Linked DNA regions of Mus musculus: regions 1, 3 and 4 are each linked to region 2. Evidence: chromatin contacts called from public Hi-C, HiChIP or PLAC-seq and promoter capture Hi-C data. All regions are on one chromosome and are shown on one strand. Each heading gives the region's core, a stretch centred on a gene start, on an enhancer-like site or on the middle of the called end of the contact. The rest is flanking DNA. Distances are from core to core; before and after follow the strand shown. Region 1 has its middle 2.4 kb from the start of Smbd1. Region 2 overlaps Tnk2 (tyrosine kinase, non-receptor, 2). Region 3 holds the start of Pcyt1a (phosphate cytidylyltransferase 1, choline, alpha isoform). Region 4 has its middle 20 kb from the start of Zdhhc19.

Evidence for each region. A called contact is a pair of places that touch in the nucleus more often than the background predicts. HiChIP or PLAC-seq counts read pairs in DNA pulled down with a chosen protein or histone mark. Capture Hi-C pulls out chosen DNA fragments and counts their contacts.
Region 1: a contact with region 2 is called in a promoter capture Hi-C map of adipose tissue. The contact joins two enhancer-like sites. A contact is called at or near these places in 1 of 39 promoter capture datasets (liver), 1 of 15 datasets of contacts at CTCF or cohesin (the NIH/3T3 cell line), 2 of 484 Hi-C or Micro-C datasets (adipose-derived mesenchymal stem cells and stem cell-derived neural progenitor cells), 4 of 115 datasets of contacts at active chromatin or transcription factors (embryonic stem cells and pancreatic cancer cells) and 3 of 9 other capture datasets (adipose tissue, liver and pancreatic islet).
Region 3: a contact with region 2 is called in a Hi-C map of natural killer cells, with 5 times the contacts expected there. The contact joins the promoter of Pcyt1a here to the enhancer-like site in region 2. A contact is called at or near these places in 2 of 39 promoter capture datasets (neutrophils and pre-B cells), 5 of 484 Hi-C or Micro-C datasets (CD4 T cells, embryonic stem cells, memory CD8 T cells and 1 more), 7 of 115 datasets of contacts at active chromatin or transcription factors (CD8 T cells, double positive thymocytes, effector CD8 T cells and 4 more) and 2 of 9 other capture datasets (adipose tissue and liver).
Region 4: a contact with region 2 is called in an H3K4me3 HiChIP or PLAC-seq map of the 230-238 cell line, with 31 read pairs. The contact joins two enhancer-like sites. A contact is called at or near these places in 13 of 39 promoter capture datasets (the HPC-7 cell line, cranial neural crest, embryonic stem cells and 8 more), 3 of 15 datasets of contacts at CTCF or cohesin (the G1E-ER4 cell line, embryonic stem cells and thymocytes), 12 of 484 Hi-C or Micro-C datasets (the G1E-ER4 cell line, bone marrow-derived macrophages, cardiomyocytes and 3 more), 31 of 115 datasets of contacts at active chromatin or transcription factors (the 230-238 cell line, CD8 T cells, the HPC-7 cell line and 14 more) and 4 of 9 other capture datasets (adipose tissue, liver, macrophages and 1 more).

The regions. Positions count from the first base shown.
Region 1 is chr16:32,810,639-32,815,083 of GRCm38.p6, forward strand. No RefSeq gene overlaps it. Among named protein-coding and RNA genes, the nearest start is that of Smbd1, 2.4 kb to the left of the region's middle. Within about 2 kb of position 2,498, at least 56 of the 459 cell types and tissues checked have an H3K27ac peak or open chromatin away from gene starts, as enhancers often do. A contact at or near this core is called in adipose tissue and pancreatic cancer cells, where this site is marked.
Region 2 is chr16:32,648,055-32,652,904 of GRCm38.p6, forward strand. The region is part of intron 1 of Tnk2 (tyrosine kinase, non-receptor, 2); the gene reads left to right. Among named protein-coding and RNA genes, the nearest start is that of Tnk2, 5.8 kb to the left of the region's middle. Within about 2 kb of position 3,152, at least 114 of the 459 cell types and tissues checked have an H3K27ac peak or open chromatin away from gene starts, as enhancers often do. A contact at or near this core is called in the 230-238 cell line, CD8 T cells, the G1E-ER4 cell line and 9 more, where this site is marked.
Region 3 is chr16:32,427,972-32,432,896 of GRCm38.p6, forward strand. It overlaps Pcyt1a (phosphate cytidylyltransferase 1, choline, alpha isoform), which reads left to right and starts at 2,950. Exons shown (of 9, transcript NM_009981.4): 1 at 2,950-3,060. Tctex1d2 (Tctex1 domain containing 2) reads left to right here. Exons shown (of 5, transcript NM_025329.4): 5 at 785-1,128. The coding sequence ends at 832.
Region 4 is chr16:32,513,575-32,518,320 of GRCm38.p6, forward strand. No RefSeq gene overlaps it. Among named protein-coding and RNA genes, the nearest start is that of Zdhhc19, 20 kb to the left of the region's middle. Within about 2 kb of position 2,922, at least 224 of the 459 cell types and tissues checked have an H3K27ac peak or open chromatin away from gene starts, as enhancers often do. A contact at or near this core is called in the 230-238 cell line, CD8 T cells, the G1E-ER4 cell line and 4 more, where this site is marked.

The DNA of each region.
Region 1 (4,445 bases), core at 1,248-3,747, 160 kb after region 2:
ATATCTTTTTATACCCACGCTCTGGGAAGAATCTGAAATGCCAAAGTGGCAGAGGGCCTCCGTGCGTATCTGACCTTCCCATTTTATAGACAAGGACACTGAGGCCTGGGAAGACAAAGGATACTTTGGACTCACACAGTTTAATATGGAGAGCTGAGGTGACAGCGCTGGTCCCCCAGCTCCCTGTCCAGTGCTGTCCCAATCAAAATGAGAGATATAGTAAGAGTGGTCCCATCAGCTACAGCAATGAGCGGGGCACCTCAGTTCCCTTGCAGAGACCCTGCGCCTGGCAGAACTGTTACAGTTCTGACATAAAGCTGAAGGTTGAGGCAAAGTCATCTCAAGGTTAAGGGATAAAGAAATTTTCCCTTAGCTCCTATTTAAAAATGCAAAGAATCGACTCTGTTGGGCATTCAGAAATGACTATGATTTGAAATTGGTTACGTCTTTGGCCCAAACAGGTTCTAATCAATCCCTGAATGCATCAGAGGCTCTGCTTTTGAAGGGATGGTGGGTGCCTAAGACAGAGAATAGCCACTCCTAACCCCACCCTGTGACCTTCCACTGGAAGCTGGTGAAAACACTCACCCTAAATCTGGGCCACACCTGGCAGCAGCCCTCGGAAAAGATCACGGACAAAGCAGGGGTTTGGGGTTTTTGGTTTGGTTTGGTTTTTTGCCTGCCTACCCTCATTCTTGCTGGCAAGTTCATCTATCCTGCTGCTGAGACATTCTTTCTCTATTAGAGCCCACTTCTTTGGGACCCCATCACAGGGTGAAGACCAGCTGAGACAGCCAGCCTCATGGATGGAACAACTGCCGGATTCTTGGCCTTTCCATCAGGCAACAGCCAATGCTGGACTAGCCAGACCAGAGCCTGTGTGCCATTTTAATAGATCCCATTTTAATATACATAAATTCTACCAGTTCTGTTTCTCTAGAGAACTCTGATATAACACCCCATTTCTCTCTGGCATTTTTACTTATGCTTTTTAAATTTATATTTTAGCTATCATAGGGGAGGGGGCACGCATACACACACGCATTTGGATGCCAAAAGACTAGTTTTGAGAATCAGCTCGCTCCTTCCATCATGGGTTCTGAGGCTCAAACTCAGGTTGTTAGGCTCACAAAGTGAGCACTTTATCCTCTGAGTGTCCTCACCTGCCCCTTCCTACCTTTATTAGATTTTTTTGTTTGTTTATGTGGCAACAACAATCACCAGGTAAAGACATGCAGATAAAGCAAATGGCGGTATGCTGAGCCTGACAGGACAGAAGGATGGAAGGAGCCTGGGCCGCAAAGGAATCACTATGTAAGCAAACCAGAGGCATCAATTGGTGTGCTTCCCCTGGGGCTCTTGAAATGTTAGGAAAACAAACTGTCTTTTGTCTGGTGTCTTGGTAGGGTTCCTGCAATGTGTAGCTGGAAGCATAATGGTATAATAATAATCTTTAAAAGTGCAGAAGCTGGGATGGAAAACTGGCTCTCAGGGAGCCAGTGGCCAAGAAGGCTATGATTTAGCGAGACCCGCTCTCTAAACTAGCTAATAAAATAGAAGAGATCTGTCTTCTCACAGCCCCAGAGGTCAAAGTCATACACCATGTGTCAGCAGGGCTCACTCCATTATTCTAGATTTGTTTTTAGAAACAAATTCCTTGGGACTTTCTACATAACCGTGACATCTGCAAACACAGATCTATCTCATTTCCTTTTCCCACCTTTTTAGAGTGGCTAGAACTTGTTTCACTGTGATGAGTTAAAGTGTTGAGAGTGGACAGCTTTCCTTTAGTCCTACTATTGGGGAGAAAGCATGCGGCTTAAGTATAATGGGAGCTGCAGGCATAATACTCATATTCCAGTGAGCTCATCGACTTCTCAGGGCCTTGGGTTGGGTTACATGAAGAGACACTTTTTTTCCTTTTAAAGACGAGGTTTCTCTGTGTATGTAGCCCTGGCTGTCCTAGAACTCACTCTGTAGACCAGGCTAGCTTTGAACTCACAGAGATCTGGCTGCCTCTGGTGTCTTGCCTCCACTAGTTCTGGGATTAAAGGTGTGCACCACCACTGCCTGGCTAGAAGGGAAATTTTTTTAAAGATTTATTTTATTTTATGTATATAAGTGCACTGTAGCTGTCTTCAGACACACCAGAAGAAGGCATCAGATCCCATTACAGGTGGTTGTGAGCCACCATGTGGTTGCTGGGATTTGAACTCTGGACCTCTGAAAGAGCAGTCAGTGCTCTTAACCCCTGAGCCATCTTTCCAGCCCTAGAAGGGGATTTTTTTTTTCTTCTCTCAGAGGTCTATGGGTGTCGCCCTGATGACTTCAACGGGGAGGGGGGGGTGTTTCCATGTAGTAGAAGCAAAGACTTAGGTGTGGCTTGTCTAGATGATTTGACTATCTCTTCACCCATCTTGCGGGGATGCCTCCCTTGAGAGCCCAAGGGGAGGAAGAGAGAGAAAACAAGTTGGGTATAACATCTGCAATACCAGCAGATGGCGCCACCAGCACAGGACAGTGTCCTTCCTCTCTAAGAGAAACTGCTTGCTGCATCGCTACTTCAAATATTTCTCAGGCATCCAGAAGGGCCACACTGCGAAGAGTCCACTCGGGTTACCCCTCCAGATGGCACAGGGACCCTCGGGCCTACGTATTTCTAAGGAAGTGGGAATAGGAAGGAAGTAGTATTTGGCTTAATTGAGGGTAGCAGATGTTCAGAAGTTGGCAGAACGTGCAGTCATTGTTTTGGAGGTGTTTGGCCATTAAAGAGGAAATAACTTGGAGGAAAGTAAACTTAAGAGATAAATATTTTTAAAATATTTATTTATTCCGACTTTTAATTAATAAATGTTTGGTGGCTGAATGTATGTGCATCCCACATATGCAGGGCCTGTAGGGGCCGGAAGAGGGCGATAGATTCCCCGAACTGGAGTTAGAGTAATTTTGAGCTGCCACGTGTGTGTTGGGAACTGACCTCAGGTCCTCTTCAAGAACAGTGAACGCTCTTAACTGTGGAACCATCTCTCTAGCCCCAGTCTGGATTTTTAAAATGGAAAAAAAAAACGTGTCAACACTTTATTATTAGTGCCTCTACTCTCGGTGAGAAGTTAAACACACAAGAAATGGCCACAAGAGATGAAGCCAAATTCTCCCAGGAGAGCACTTCATTTTCTGTGCACATTGGTCTATGGAATATTTTTGTTTGGTTTATTTGTTTGTTTATAAAATAGGGTCTGGCTATGTAGTTTGTGCTGGCCTGGAACTCAGAATCTAGTCTCAGCCTCTGGGGTGCTGGGATTACAAATTGCACCACCACACCCAGCTGGCTGGGTGGGGTCGCCTTCCAGTCTATTTGGCTTTTTAGCACAATCCACAGAGGCTTCTGCATCCTAGCCCCTGCAATTTAGCGACAAGGTAGAAGAATAGAGATGTGGCCTGGCACAGAGGAGCTCTGGCAGAGTGAGGAGGGCATCTGTTCTGGATGCCACCATTTCTTTGTGATGTGGGGTAAATGAAAGGATCCGTGGAGTGGCAGTTAGGAAAGGTTTGGGGTGGTCCCTGTTAAGAATGGAAAAGTGGGGGACTGGAGAGACAGCTCAGCATTTAAAATTGCATTTGGCTCCTGTTTGGTCCCAGTGCCCACAATGGTACTCAAACTACTAGTAACTGTAGCTTTAAAGGATGCTATGCCTCTGCCACTGGCACACACGCGTGCATATTGCTTCCCACCCCTCACAGAGTGCACACATACTTTAAAATAATAAAAAGGAATCTTTTTAAAAGAACAGAAAAGTGAACCTTCTAGAGACAGTAGACAGTAGCTTTGGCCTGAAACCTAATGTGAGAGACCATGATTTAAAAAGAGATTATTCCACATCTGTGAGCGTCCTTCCGCAGCACGGAAAGTGAAATTGGGAAGTTCCAGAAGATGTCACCAGGGATAGCGTAGACATGGGGAAGTGGGATGGAATGGCAGGAACTGACTGGGCGGTGTGCAAGGAGCTGGACTTCAGGTCACAGGGATTGAGGTGAAAGATCTTTTCAGAGTGGCCACCTTCACCGCCTTGAACGCTGGGTGTGGCTGGGCGCCCCTTGGCAGCGGCAGGTGAAGGAGGCTCGCGCATGCGTGGAAATCACTGCAGCGAGGGAACAGTACCAGCTCCCTGATCTTACAGCACTGAGGACTTCCAGAGAGACAGAGCTTTATCAAACGAGCCGGGACCCCCATACGGTGGAAGCAGAGAACCAACTCCTGCAAGTTGTCCTCTGAGCTTCACATATGCACAGTGGCACAGCCCTCCCCCCTCCCCCCCCCAATGAAAAAGATAATTAAAAAATGTAAAACCAAGCTGGCGGGTGGAAGTGAGAGGCTTGCGTTTCATTTCGTTTTGTTTTAACGACCAGCTGACCCTTTGCAACAAGGGACACGTTTCCATTGCCTC
Region 2 (4,850 bases), core at 1,902-4,401:
TCTGTGTAGCCCTGGCTGTCCTGGAACTCACTCTGTAGACCAAGCTGGCCTTGAACTCAGAAATCCGCCTGCCTCTGCCTCCCAAGTGCCCAAGTGCTGGGATTAAAGGCATGTACCATCACTGCCCAGCTACACAGTGACTTTTGAAGTCCTGAAACCTCTTGAAACTGACTTAATTCTAGCAGTTTTTAGCTTTTCTGGAGGATCCACTTTCTCGGTAGTCTCAGGGTCATTGACTAGCAAAAAAACAGTTTTATTTTTCCTTTCTAACCTCTGTCTGCAATCTGTTTCCTTTTCTTGTCTGTTCATTACAGCTACATCATCTGTCATAGGAGAATGGATACCTCAGTGTTGATCCCTGAGGGAAACACTTTAAGTCCTTCACTGTCAAGCATGCTGTAGCTTGTAGGTATTTCATGTACAAATGCATCGGCTGGAAAACTCTCCTCATCTGCCTGTTGATGAGAGGTGTTTGTTTGTTCTTTGTTTTCTGTGACAGGGTTTCTCTGTGTAGCCCTGCTGTCCTGGAAGTCGATTTGTAGACCAGATTGGCTTCAAACTCAGAGATCTACCTACCTCTGCCTCCTGAGTACTGGGGTTAATCAGTATATGGTTGGTTGTTGGACTTGAGGCTTTGTGTCGGTCAGTGGAATTTCTGTTTTGATCTGTTAACATGAATTACATAATAGTATATAAATATGTACCACTTGTAAGTAATTTGTTAACTTTTGTTTTTGTTTTTGTTTTTGTTTTTGTTTTGAGGTTGGGCATCTACAACCCAGACTGGCCTTGAACTTGCTAAATAGCTTAGGCTAGTCTTGGAATCTGCATAGCCTCCTGCCTCAGCCCCTGCTTCCCTAGTGCTGGGATTATAGGTCTGCACTCCACGCCTGGGTTGCTAAGCTCTTTTGTGGAGTCAGGCATAGTGTTGCATGTTGGTAGCCCTGGCACTCAGAATGGAGGCAAGAGGGCTGGGCACTCAGAGTGTGCATCTTTTACTTTCTGTAGTTTACTGTCAAGTGATGTTAGAGTAAGAACCTGAAATGATATGCCATCATTTCTCCTCTCTTTGAACCAGTTATATTACAAAACCCATACCACACTGGCACTGGTTCGTTTAAATAAGAACCTTAACTTCTAAGCTACAATGAGTAATAATAAAAATAATAATCTCAATAGTTACTGCTGAGAGCGAGCAAGCACTCTCCTGGAGTGGTAAGTGCTCAGCACCATTTTCTTCCTACCCCCTGGGTGGTCCTTCCCCAGTCTTGTCAGTTTCTTCACGTGCTGAGAGCCATGCTCAGCAGATTCCTGAGGGGACCTTTGGCAGAGATCTCTGGGGCTGCTTCTTTTCTAGTGCTCTGAATTGTAAGCACTGTACCTTCCCTGGGGTTTCAGCTCCGTCTTCTCAACTTAGGACATTTTTTCCCCTCTTTCGTCTTGGAAAGCTAGCTGCCCCTTATTCTCTTTCTTCTTAGATTTTATTTATTTTTGTGTGCATTGCATGAGTGTTTTGGCAGCATGGATGTATATGTACCACATATGTGCCTGGTGCCCAACAGGGGCCAGAAGGAGGTGCCTGATCCCCTGGAACTAAAATTGCAGACAGTTGTGAGTTGCTGTGTGGATGTAGGGAACTTGACCCAGGTTCTCTGGAAGAGTGGCCAGTGCTCTTAAGTGCTAAGCCATTTTTTTTTGTTTGTTTTTGTTTTTCGAGACAGGATTTCTCTTTATAGCCCTGGCTGTCCTGGAACTCACTTTGTAGACCAGGCTGGCCTTGAACTCAGAAATCCACCTGCCGGGCTAGCAAGATGGCTCAGTGGTTAAGAGCGCTGACTGCTCTTCCGAAAGTCCTGAGTTCAAATCCCAGCAACCACATGGTGGCTCACAACCATCTATAACGAAATCTGATGCCCTCTTCTGAAGTGTCTGAAGGCAGCTACAGTGTACTTTCATATAATAAATAAATGAATCTTAAAAAAAAAAAAAGAAAAAAGAAATCCACCTGCCTCTGCCTCCACCATTGCCCGGTTGCTAAGCCATTTTTTTTAACCCCACCCCCCCTTTTTTTTTTTTTTTAAAGATTTATTTATTACATGTAAGTACACTGTAGCTGTCTTCAGACACACCAGAAGAGGGCGTCAGATCTCGTTACAGATGGTTGTGAGCCACCATGTGGTTGCTGGGATTTGAACTCTGGACCTTCGGAAGAGCAGTCGGGTGCTCTTACCCACTGAGCCATCTCACCAGCCCAACCCCACCCCCTTTTACAAGAGGATTTAATTAAAAAAAAATTTTTTTTTTTTGAGACAGGGGCCTTACTTTGTATACCTGATTGGCCTGATATTCACTTTATAGACCAGGCTAGCCTTGAACTCACAGAGATCCACCTGACCCTGCTTCCCAAGTGTCAGGATTAAAGGTGTGCAGCACTATTCATGACTTTTAGGTTTTTTTTTTTTTTTTTTTTTAACTCATTTGACACAGTTACACAAAGAAAAATGTACTCCAACTCCATAATAGAACCATATTACTAAACACACAGCAGGGGCTAAAAAGCAGAACTGTAGAGCAGGTTCCAGGATTCAATGCAAAAATACCCTGGGCAGAAAGGTTTCAGGCTTCTAACCAAATCAGATCAGTATTAAACAGACTTCATTTTTCCTTTTCTCTCTTTCTTCCTTCCTTCCTTTTAATTTTTTTTTTTTTTTTTTTTTTGATATAAGGTTTCTTTGTATACCCCTGACTGTCCTGGAACTTACTCTGTTGTTCAGGCTGGCCTCAAATTCAGAAATCTGCCTGCCTCTGCTGGGATTAAAGGCATGACAGACTCTTTTCTTTCTTGACAGGGGTCTCCCTATGATGTAATCAGCGGTCAGGAGATACAGCTCATCATGGGGCTGGGGAAGGTATGGTGGCAGGCAGCTCCTTCCATGGTAGCAGGGCTGTATGGTATGGCTCACTTCTCATTTCAGGAAGCAGAGAATACCTGTGCTGGAGTCTGGGCTGTAAATCCCCCGTTCCCCCAGCTAGCCCCATCTGAAGTTCCCACAGATTACCAAAACAGCATCACTAGCTGGGGACCGTATACCAGAACACTTGAGCCTGTGGGCCATTTCCTGTTCAAACCATACTTCCTCCTCTTGATGGTTTTGGTAGCACACATCCTGTGTAGCTTCCTGAAGAGGAAGCCTTTGATAGTACCCATAGCAGGCTATGCTTAGTTGGTGGTTACATGAATAGAGAGATCTAGGTCAGAAACTGCTTCCCTTCCAAGTCTTGAGGGTGTGAGCCATTGTGTTTCAGGTTTCATAGTTTGCACTTACTTACATGAGTTATTTTATCATTGTGATAAGGACATAAGGAAATCAGCTTGAGGGAGGAAACGCTTGGAGAGATGGCTTCGGTCTGGGCTTGGATAGCTCCATGGCTTTTGGGCCTATGGTGAGGCAGTCTGTAGCTGCAGAAGGGCATGGCAGGGCAATGCTTGGAACTTCCTGGAGGTAGGAAGTTAGACAGGAAGGGGCAGGTGTCAAAAGCACGTCCTTAGTGACCTGTTTCCTTTTGCCAGATCCATCCATGGCTTGCTAATGGCCTCAGATCGTGACTCAATCAAATAATTGATTCATTGACCAGGTCAGACACCTCATGATCCAGTCACTCTCGGTAACACCAAAATGCCATTGACCACGCCTTGACCATGAGCCTTTCTGAGAACACTTCCTATCCAAACCATCAGAGTGTTGAGTGTTGAAGTTTAAAGTCCTTTGCTGCATGAAGAGCTGTTGAAACTATACTGTCCCATTAGCTAATCTATAGCTCCCTAAAAGATGTCTCCTTCCCAGAGAGCCTCGACTCACTGAAACTTAAAAGTCACGTTTAAAAGAAGATTGTGTTTTGAAAGGTCGGGCTGAGTATGGGAATCTAGCAAGGGAAAATTCTCAGAATAAATTCCTTCTCCACTCATGTTAATGAGACTTGGGATTTAGAACGATCTGAACAGTGAGTAGGTCTACAAGCTGATGTTGATTTTCGTGATGTGAAGATGTATTTTTTAATGGATTGGCTAGGCCAGGAAAAACGACTGCAACAATTAGAGGTTTGTCTAGAGCTGTGGTTCTCAGCCCAAGTTCAGATCCATCTAAAGAGGCTTCAGGACTGATTAGACCAATTTGATTAGAATCATACGGAATGGAGTCCAATGTTGACATTTTCAAAATGCCTAGATGATTTCAATGCTCAGCTGGATAAAGAACTAAGAGCTAAGAGATCCTTGTTTTCAGATGGTATTTTATGGACCAGTGACCACAGCATCTCTCAAGAGCTTGTTGTAAATTCAGACTCTTGGACTCAGCCTTTATCTTTGAATTCAGAATCTGCATTTGTGGCTTGTGTGTACATTAGGTTTAAAAGACAGTGGCCAGTGGAGCATAGTGGTGCACGCCTTTAATCTCAGTGCTTGGGAGGCAGAGGCAGAGCAGTCTCTGAGTTCGAGGCCAGCCTGGTCTACAAAGAGAGTTCCAGGACAGTCAGGGCTACACAGAGAAACCCTGTCTTGAAAACAACAACAACAACAATAACAACAAAACAGTAGCCTGTACTTAGAAATGCCTGCTGTGAGCCTGCCTGCTATTTGGGGTGGATATGGATGTTTTCTCCTTTGTCTGCTCTCTGTGTGTGTATGTGTGTGTGTGTGTGTGTCAGTATACATGATTTGTCTGTGAATGTGGATGTTCACATGCTTTGCACATGTAGTTCATGTGTGAAGAGTAAGGGACAACCCTAGTTTTCTACTTCATTTTGAGCCAGTGAGCCAGTGCTACTTGCTGGCTTTAAAGTGGGGTTGTGTA
Region 3 (4,925 bases), core at 1,700-4,199, 220 kb before region 2:
AATACAAGCAATCATAAAATGGAAGTAGCCAGGCGTGGTGGTGCACACCTTTAATCCCAGCGCTAGGGAGGCACAGGCAGGTGGATTTCTGAGTTCGAGGTCAGCCTGGTCTACAAAGTGAGTTCCAGGTCAGCCAGGGCTACACAGAGAAACCGTTTCGAAAAACCAAACAAACAAACAAACAAAAAACAAACAAAAACAAACAAACAAAAAAAGGAAGTAAAGTAACTGGAGACACAGAGCTCCTTGTGCCTGGCTGCTTACAGGTGCCAATGAGCAGAGACAGGAATTGAATCTGTGTAGTTTATTCAGACAACCGGAGATCTTTCAAAGGTTGTTACATCTCCTCTCCAGGCAGCAGCTACAGGGAGAAACAGGGCTGGGAAGGAGACCAAGAAGTCCTTTCTGGAGCTTAGTCGTACCTGTCTAGTTAAGTGCTCAGCCTTATTTGGAGGCCTGTGACATCTGTGTCTTTCATTAACATCGCCCACATTCTTCGTCCATTCAGTTCTGTATGGGCTCAGGACCTAACTGAAACCCTGAGCAAAGTAAGTTGGCAGGATATAGAGGGTCACACCTGCAATCCCTACACGTGGGAGGCTGAGGCAGGAAGACCATTCCAAGTTTGAAGCCTTTTGTGTTACATAGCTAGATTCCCTGAAGACAAAGGGAAAAAAGAAAATTGACAAGGATCTAGTGTGTGTCAGTTTCAGTGGCCAGCTTGGCCTACTTTCTCATTAGCACTAACCCTGCGGATTTCTGTTTTCTGTCTTTTTCATTGTAGGACAGCTTATTCTGTGTGGTGGCAGCATTTGGGTGTTTCTACTATTGAATCGTTGGGAAGTGTGACTTCAAGGAACCTTAACTTTTTTATATTGTTAAATTTCCTGACCAAATAAAAACAAGTTGGCACTTTGGTACCTAAAATCTGTTAAGTTGTATATGTTTAAATGGCTTGATTTTATTATGTTATCTCTGCCCTTTCTACATTTGGAAAATATAGAGAAAAAGGGGAAAATTCATTTTAATATGTCAGATGACTAGATACTTGGGTATATTTTCTATTCATTGTTCCTTATAAGATGTAAAAAAATATTTATAAAATAAATTGTGTGTTTTCACCCCTTATGTCATGAATAGTTTTTATGACTTTCATAATAGCTGCATTTATATCATTAGGTTATACCATTTGAATTTTGACCTTTCCTTATCAAGGGGCTAATTTCAAATTTTGCACCATTATAAAAACTTACTTTCTTTGTACTGTTGCTTTCGTTTCTTCTGGCCTGTTATTTGTGCTCAGCTATTGGCTGACTACCCTATGGTTTACACAGCTCACTGCTTAAAGGTATATCCCTTTTGTTTAGTGACAGGGTCTGAGAAATTTCAAGTGTACATGAAAGTAGAGCAAGGAGTTTCAGCCAGGTGGTGCTGTCACACGCCTTTAATCCCAGCACCCAAGAGGCAGAAGCAGGTGGATCTCTGTGAATTATACATTAGCCTGCTCTATACAGAGACACCCTGTCTAGAAAATAACCACCACCATAAAAAGATTCCTAGGTTTCTATGTTAGCTACAGTCTAAACTACTACCTTTGTGATGCCCATCTTCCCCAGAGAGGCCCTTGGTGTCTCCTCCAGCTACGAAGTCCTTTTTTGGGGGCATTTTATCTGCCAAGTCCAAATACCTATTTGAACTTAAGTGTGTGTGCTAGCTTTTAATCATTTTTCTCCTTAGAAGCACCTCAGCAGATGCACAAGTTCACCCATCCTCTTTCCTCTCAGTTATCTTCAAGTAAAAAATGCAAACAAATACATAAAAGTCTACCCCCACCCCCCCCATCTTTCTCCTGTAGAGTTTTCTTCCCACTTGCCTTACAGCTACAGAATTGCACAGGGTGTGGCGGCTAATGACCGCACTCTAGAGTCTGAGGCAGGAGGTCCACTGCAAATTCAAGGCCGGCATGGGACAAATAGTAAGGTCCAGGCCAGTCTCGGCAACAGTAAAGGCCATGTCTGATAGTTACTTTTAATTCCCCTCAAAAAGTCTGGAGAGAGAGTTCAGTGGTTAAGAGTTAAAAGCACTTACTGTTCAATTAAGACTAGAATTAGCCCGGCAGTGGTGGTGCACGCCTTTAATCCCAGCACTGGGGAGGCACAGGCAGGTGGATTTCTGAGTTCGAGGCCAGCCTGGTCTACAGAGTGAGTTCCAGGACAGCCAGGGCTACACAGAGAAACCCTGTCTCGAAAAAACGAAAAAAAAAAAAACAAAAAACAAAAAACAAAAAACCAAAAAACCAAAAAAAACAAAACCCACTAGAGTTCAGGTCCCAGCACCCAGGTATTCACAAAGGCCCGTTAACTCTAGCTCCAAGACATGTCACCCCATTTATGGCCTCCGTGGACACACAAAATCTTAGAAGTGTGTTGTGTGTGTGTGTGTGTGGGGGGGGGGGACTCGGCCAAACAAAATCCCCCAAAAGCTCACCGTAGGAAGTTCGTTCCCTAGACTACAGCCTCCTTGTCTGTGCATTTTTGCCCTCGCCTCTACTCCTGCTCCACTACTTCCCGGGTCGATTTCTAGGCTCGTTTTCTGATGAGTCAACCCAGGTCCGAATAACTGGCAGACAGAGGATGAGCTCAGACCCGAGCTCGCCTGACCGAGCCGGCGGGCTCGAAGTCCTCGGGGAGGTCGGACATCGGAGCCCCAGCCCTGCGGAGAAGGCGAGGGGCAGCGGGCGCAGGGGACGCCGGGAGACCGGCGGCAGGAGGCGCCACACATCCGGAATTCCGAGCCCGCCGACCCCGCGCCTGCCTCCAGCGCTTCGGCTCAGTCACCCCACGCGCCCGGCCCCTCTGGAAGCGGAACTACTCTGTCAGGTTGTGGTTTTCAGGAATGCGGAGGTGGCATTGACAAGAGGGCGGGCGGGAGGCGGGACTTCCGGTCCGCAGTCCGGTCAGATGTTTCCCGGGCGTCTCCCCGCAACCCATTTGACTTCGCTAGTCGGTGACGCGGCGCGGGGAAGGGATCCGAGGGGGACCGGAGCCTGGAGGAGTTGAGGTAAGGAAACTCCGGGTAGTGGGTGCTTTGCGAGGACAAAGGCGGGCTGGGAGCGTGAGGGGGCTGCGACTGAAGAGTGGGCCAGTGACAGCTAGGGAAAGTGTGAAGCAGGAGGCTACTGTGACCGAGGTACAATGACAGCCAAGAGGACTGTGACCCAGGGGTGGCCGCTTGTGAGGGGTCTGTGACCCCCGGAGCAGTAAATGCGAGGGACTCTGACCTCGGAGAGCACGAGGCAGAGGCTGCGACGGGACCATGACCGAGTAAGTATGCAGCAGTGACTACCCGGGGACTGACTGATCGATGGATAGTGACTGAGGGGATTGATCCGAGGGACCATGAAGCAGCGGCTGCGAGGGCGCGCTCACCGACAAGCAGCGACTTTGAGGGCTGACTTGGAGGAGAATGTAAGATCAGGAATTGGGGGTGGTGCTTTGCACTTGTGTTTGTGTACAAAGTGTGAGTGAATGAGCGAGGGACCCACCCGGCACAGGTCTTACGAAGAAACCGCACTGGTGTGAGACCAGACCAGAGTTTGAATTTTACGGGCAAACTTCCGTGGGTGAGAAACTTAGTTCACCACTGAGCTAGTGTCTTCGTCAGTAAGCGGAAAGTTCAGAGTTGGATTATGCCACCCAACTCTGAGTCCCAGTTTACTATTGGGCTGTGAAGACAGTTTAGTTGGATGGCAACTAACTAAATACAGACAACTGGTCTACAATAGAAATCCCCGCTGTGTTCACATAGTAAGGATTTATAAAATAGGTTTCAGGTGTGTTTGCAATGATGCTATAAAGTTAGCTTCCTACATCTTACTACGTATGCAGTAAACGAGCTAAAGTTTGAAAACTGGGTGTGGTGATACACAACTAGAATTCAGACACCCAGGAGGCTGAGACAAGTATTTTCAGTTGGGCTTAAAAATTTTGGTGGACTTAAAGTGTTTTGGTTTTGTTTCTTTGCTCTTGCTTGTGAGTTTGTTTCTTCAAGTCAAGGTGTCTCTATGTAGCCCTGGTTGTCCTGGAACTCCCTCTGTAGACCGGGCTGGCCTTGAACTCAGAGATCTGCCTATTTCTGCCTCACCAGTGCTGGCTCTGAGGCATTAATACAGGATCTCACTATGTATAGCCACTGACCTGGAACCATCTAGACCAGGGTGGCCTTGAACTCACAGAGACTCCTGGCCTCTGCCTCAAGATTAAAGGTGCATGCCACCATGTCTAGCTTTTTGCTGTTGTTGCTTTTTTAGTTTGAGAAGTAGTGGGTTTGGATTATTTGAGGTTTTTCTTTCTGTAATGATTCTATGATTAAGGAACTGCAGAGAAGTAAGTGTAGAGTGAGTTAGGAACTGGGACCTGTGCTGGCCACAGGCTCCAACAGATGGCCTTAACTGGAGAAAGCTATTTGACCGTAATCAAGATAGCTAGTTATGATTGAGGACTAAAACACAATTTTTGTTGGGAGAGCCAAAAGCTATATTGAAATAGGGATGGTGATAGTTATAGAAGCAATAAGGATATAGGCGTTTGTTGTGGAGAAACTGCCAGGAATAGGCATTGAGGAAGGAGAAACTTTGAGGATAACACAGTTTAAGAGCAAAACTGCAAACCCAGAAAACAGTTTGCTAAGAATAAAATAGAAGTAGGGAGAGATAGATCTTCATATTCTATTCAATCTTTATGGTTGGAGAGTCTACAAGTAAATAGGATTGCTATTAAAAAGGTATTGGGTCAGGTGTGGTACCAAATGTCTTTTATTCCAGCACTTGGGAGGTACAGATAGGGATATCTCTGAGCTCAAGGCCAGCCTCAACTGCAAGTGGAGTATCAGGACAGCCAGGATTGCATAGAAAGACTTTGTCTAAA
Region 4 (4,746 bases), core at 1,672-4,171, 130 kb before region 2:
TTTTCGTCTGCCGTGCTGAAGATCAAACTCTTGGCCGTGTGCATCCTAGGCGCTCACTACCACTGAGTCTCAGCCCCTGCCCAGGTTTTGTTTGGTTTGGTTTGAAGTCACTTTTCTTTGATCCCCAGCTGTAATGGCATGGCTGACCACACCCTTTTCCTGGAAAGTCTTTCCCTTGACCTCTGGGGTCAGACACACAATGACTTCTGACTCAGTGCTCTGCCTCACTACTGATCACTAGACCTAAAGTCCCATCATGAGGCACCTGAGGGTCTCCATCACTTCACTGGTCTTTAACCCAGAGGACTCTCCACTGTGGCAGGCTCTGCGATTTAGTTCTCTATGTCAGAGTGAACCTGATAGAGATGGTGCACAAGATGAGCAGAAGCCCAGGGTTAGCCCAGATTCAGGAACAGTCACTGAGAAGCCGGTCCCAAAGGACGGGTCTCAGCCAGCCTTTCCTGTCTCAGGTCCCCTGATAGAGGGGCAGGAGTCAGGACCAGAGGGACAGGTAGTCCTGAGAGAAGAGGCACTGGGAGGGGGGGAAGCCATCTACAGCCTTATTGCTGGAAGAGGACATAGCAAGCCGAATGGCCTGGGTTCTGTTCCTGGGAGCCACACTGGGAAACAACTAAAACCCCACATGAGGTAGAGTGCGGCTGTAACCCCAGCACCCCCTCCTGCCATGAGATCGAGGCGGAGAGAAGAAGTTCCCAGAAGCTTTCAGCAGCTAGTGTGGAGCAGGCAGCACAGAGAAGAAATGAGAGACTCTGACTCAACAAGGCAGAGAGAGAACCAACTCCCCAAAGTTGTCCTGTGAGTGCTCTGTGGCACATGTGCACTGGCACACACACAGACATACACTCACACACACACATTCACACATATACCACACACACAGGCACACACAAACAGACGTATACTCATACACAGAGACACACACAGAGACACATTCACACATATACCACACACACACAAGTCACACAGACACATACACACACACAAATCACACAGACACATACACACACACCACACACACACACCAATCACACAGACACATACACATACTCACGCACAAACACACATACAGACACACACAAACAGACACACATAGAGACATACACTCATGTACACAGACACACTCACTGAGACACATTCACATATATACCACATATACACAAATCACACAGACACATACACACACCAGACACATATACCATACACACACAAATCACACAGACACATACACATATAAATGCTCACACACACCACACAAATACACACACAACATATACACACAAGTCACACATACATACACACACACAGAACACACACATGTACACACTCCACACAGAACACACACACACACCACACACATATCACATAGACACACACACACTTACATACATACCACACAGACCCACACATACTCATACAAACATGCTACATAGACACACCACACATATACCATGAAGACACACTCACACTAATACACACTCCATTTCACACACACACACACACACACACACACACACGCACACACTAAATAGTAACAAGTATATTGTCTCCTCAAGTAAAGATGTTAAAAACAAAACAACCTGGGGCCTGAACCGAACAGTGGGAAGAAGAGTCCATTTCTCATTCACGCAGCAAACACTGAGCGGCCATGGTGTGTCCAGGAGACAAGGACAAAGGGAAGTTTTAAAAAAGAATGCACTTATTTATAGTATGATCAAATGCTATTATGAAGTTACGTGTGTAGGGGCCACAGAGAAGGCTCGGTGGTTAAGAGCACCCGGCTGCTCTAGCAGGGGACCTAGGTTTGGTCCCAGCACTTACATGTTGGCTCATAACCATCTATAACTCCAGTTTCCAGAGGTCAGGTGGCCTCTTCTGATCTCTGCAGGCACCAGGCACACCTGTGGTGCACACATAAATACACACACACACATACACAGACAGATAGCCATATACATAAAAAAAAAAATAAACCTTTTAAGTAAAAAAAAAAAATTACATGCTGATTTTTAGAAGACTGGAGGGGACTGGAGAGATGGCTCAGCAGTTAAGAGCACTGGCTGCTCTTCCGAAGGACCAGGTTCAATTCTCAGCACCCACATGGCAGCACACAACTGTAACTCCAGTTCCAGGCGATCTGACACCCTCTCTCACAAAAGTAGGAAGATCACGGATGTACACTAAATAAGTAAATAAAATTATTTTAAAAACTGGAAGCAAATTGATCAAATATGGTGTCAGGAGTTTCCTATGTAAGGGGATTGATTCTAGCTGTGGTCAGGGGGTGTCAGGACACCTGATTTTCAGGCTAGCTTTCCCTCTGCCTTGCCGGGTGACTATGAAAAATGTTCTTCTTCCACACACAGAACAGCTCAGATATTACCTGAAAATAATCGGGACCAGATGCTTATGGGCAGTTTTATTGGCACAGCTGTTGCTGCCCACCCCTGTGCAGGCCCAGCCACCTAAGCCCTCAACACAGCCTGGGCCCCTCTCCCAACCCGGGAGGAAGCAGCCCCCACACTCCCTCCCCCTCAGCTGTGGGCTCTGATCTCAAATTAGATTTTTTTTTTTTTCTCTTTGCCTGGGTCTGAATCACGAAAAGCTGCTTACACCGCCTACACTGCCAGGCAGCTGCAACCTCAGGAACAAAGAGGCTTCAGGCAGAGCGGTTGCCTGGACAGCCACTCCAGCCCTGAAGCTTCAATAGGGAAAGGAGGGGACCAAATAGGCTTGTATAATGGCAGGACACAGCGGCATGTGTGTCGCAGGTCCCTCCTTATACCAGGTCCCCACAGCTCCCTGGGTGGGTGACAATGATCGCATATTACAAGGAGGTTGTAGCACGGGAGGCTCAGTCCTTAGAACACTGGCTCAGGGCGGAAGCCGCTCCCTCTGCCTCAAAGTAGGATGGGCCAGGCTCTCCCCAAGGCTGAGGAGCGGGGTGGGGTGGGGTGGGGTGTGTCTTCCACCTGCCAATCACAGCTGCATCTTAATCCCCATCCCTGTCTACACTACCCTGTGATGGCAGGAGTTTAAACCCATTTCAGATCGAGTTCATGGGAAGCCTGCTTCTCCCCTGAGGAAAATGCGCCAGCAGAATTGACTCTCTTTGTTCTCAGGCCTCCGTCCTGCCAGCCCCCATGCCCTCCTCCTCAGACAGATCCAGAACCTTCTGTGATCTTTCAGTTCCGGCTGTAACTCGGGTTTAAGCGACCTCCTCAGTGGATAGGACATAAACCGTTGTGTGTGCCCCACCCCAAGTCCCCATCCCCGCGCCCTCTCTCTGACTCGACCCCAGCCACCTGCTGCTGTTTCCTACTTGGTCAACTGAGTTCACCCCTTTCCCTCAGCCTACACTTCACTTCTGCCCCCTTTATATTTCCTTAATTCCCCAAGCAGAAGAAATTATGTCTGTTCTTCCATCTGACTTTAGGTTGTCAGTTAAACACTCAAGAAAAACATGAGTCTTTCTTCTTTTTTCTTTTGTTGTTGTTGTGTTTGTTTTGGTTTTGTCTGTCTGTTTGTTTTAAGACAGGGTTTCTCTGGGTAACCCTGGCTGTCCTAGCTCCCTCTGTAGAGCAGACTAGCCTTAAACTCACAGAGATCCACCTGCCTCTGCCTCCTGAGTGCTGGGATTAAAGGTGTGTACCACCACCATCCTGCAAGAAATTTCTTATCATTTCTGTAAGTTTCCTCTCCTTGTTCACATGTATCGTGGTCTTGTTTTCAGGTTAGAGGGCTTGCCTAGCACAAATGAGGTCCTGGAGACAGAGACAGAGAGAGAAAGAGAGAAGAGAGAGAGAGAGAGAGAAAGAAGAAGAAGAGGAGGAGGAGGAGGGAGGAGGGACTGCAAAGGAAAGAACCCCTGAGTCACTGTGTGGAGTACCCCAAGCACCTAAATACAGCACATGCCCTGGGGAAATGTGCTCTGACTGCAGCATGGAATACACGAAAATTGAAAGTTGTGCCCGGCCTCCATCCTTAGAGTATTCAAGTCATCCTTGGGTATTATGGCGCACGCCTTTAATCAGGAGGCAGAGGCAGGTAAATCTCTGTGGGTTTGAGGCCAGCCTGATCTACAGAGCAAGTCCAGGACATCCAGGGTTATTACACAGAGAAACTCTGTCTCAAAAAAACCAGAAGAAGAAAAAAGAATATTCAAATTATATCAGGTAGCTGTCTTTTATTTATTTATTTATTTATTTATTTAGAGACAGCATTTCATTGTAGATGGCGATGGCCTGGAACTCACAGAAATCCTGGTGTCTCAGCCCATGACACAGGTTGGAATTACAAGTGTGAGCCGCTATACCTGGCTTTCGTAACTTTCTTACCTGCCGTGAGACTGCAGTGCAGTAAGCTGTGGGGACGTGCTGTTGTGTAATAGATACCATTAAGTACCTGACGCTGCCCCTCCCTCCAGTCTTAGCCACCTCAGTGAGCTAGGGGACCAGTTACACCCCGGCCTGCCTTAATCCTAGGCAACTGTGAACAATCAAAGGTGTCCTGTGCTGTAGTGAAAGGCACACAGTCAGGGAATTGTTACATGGGGGGGGCCTCACTGCATCTCTTCATTAATCTGGATCTGAAGAGGTAAAATCCTGCCCCGATTGATCCTGTATCCTCAACCCTCCAGCAGAACCAAGGACTGTGTGCTGACAGAGCCAGGCCCGCCTGTGCACACTGCTCTAGGACTTTGACCAGGGAAGCAAACCTCAGGTGTAG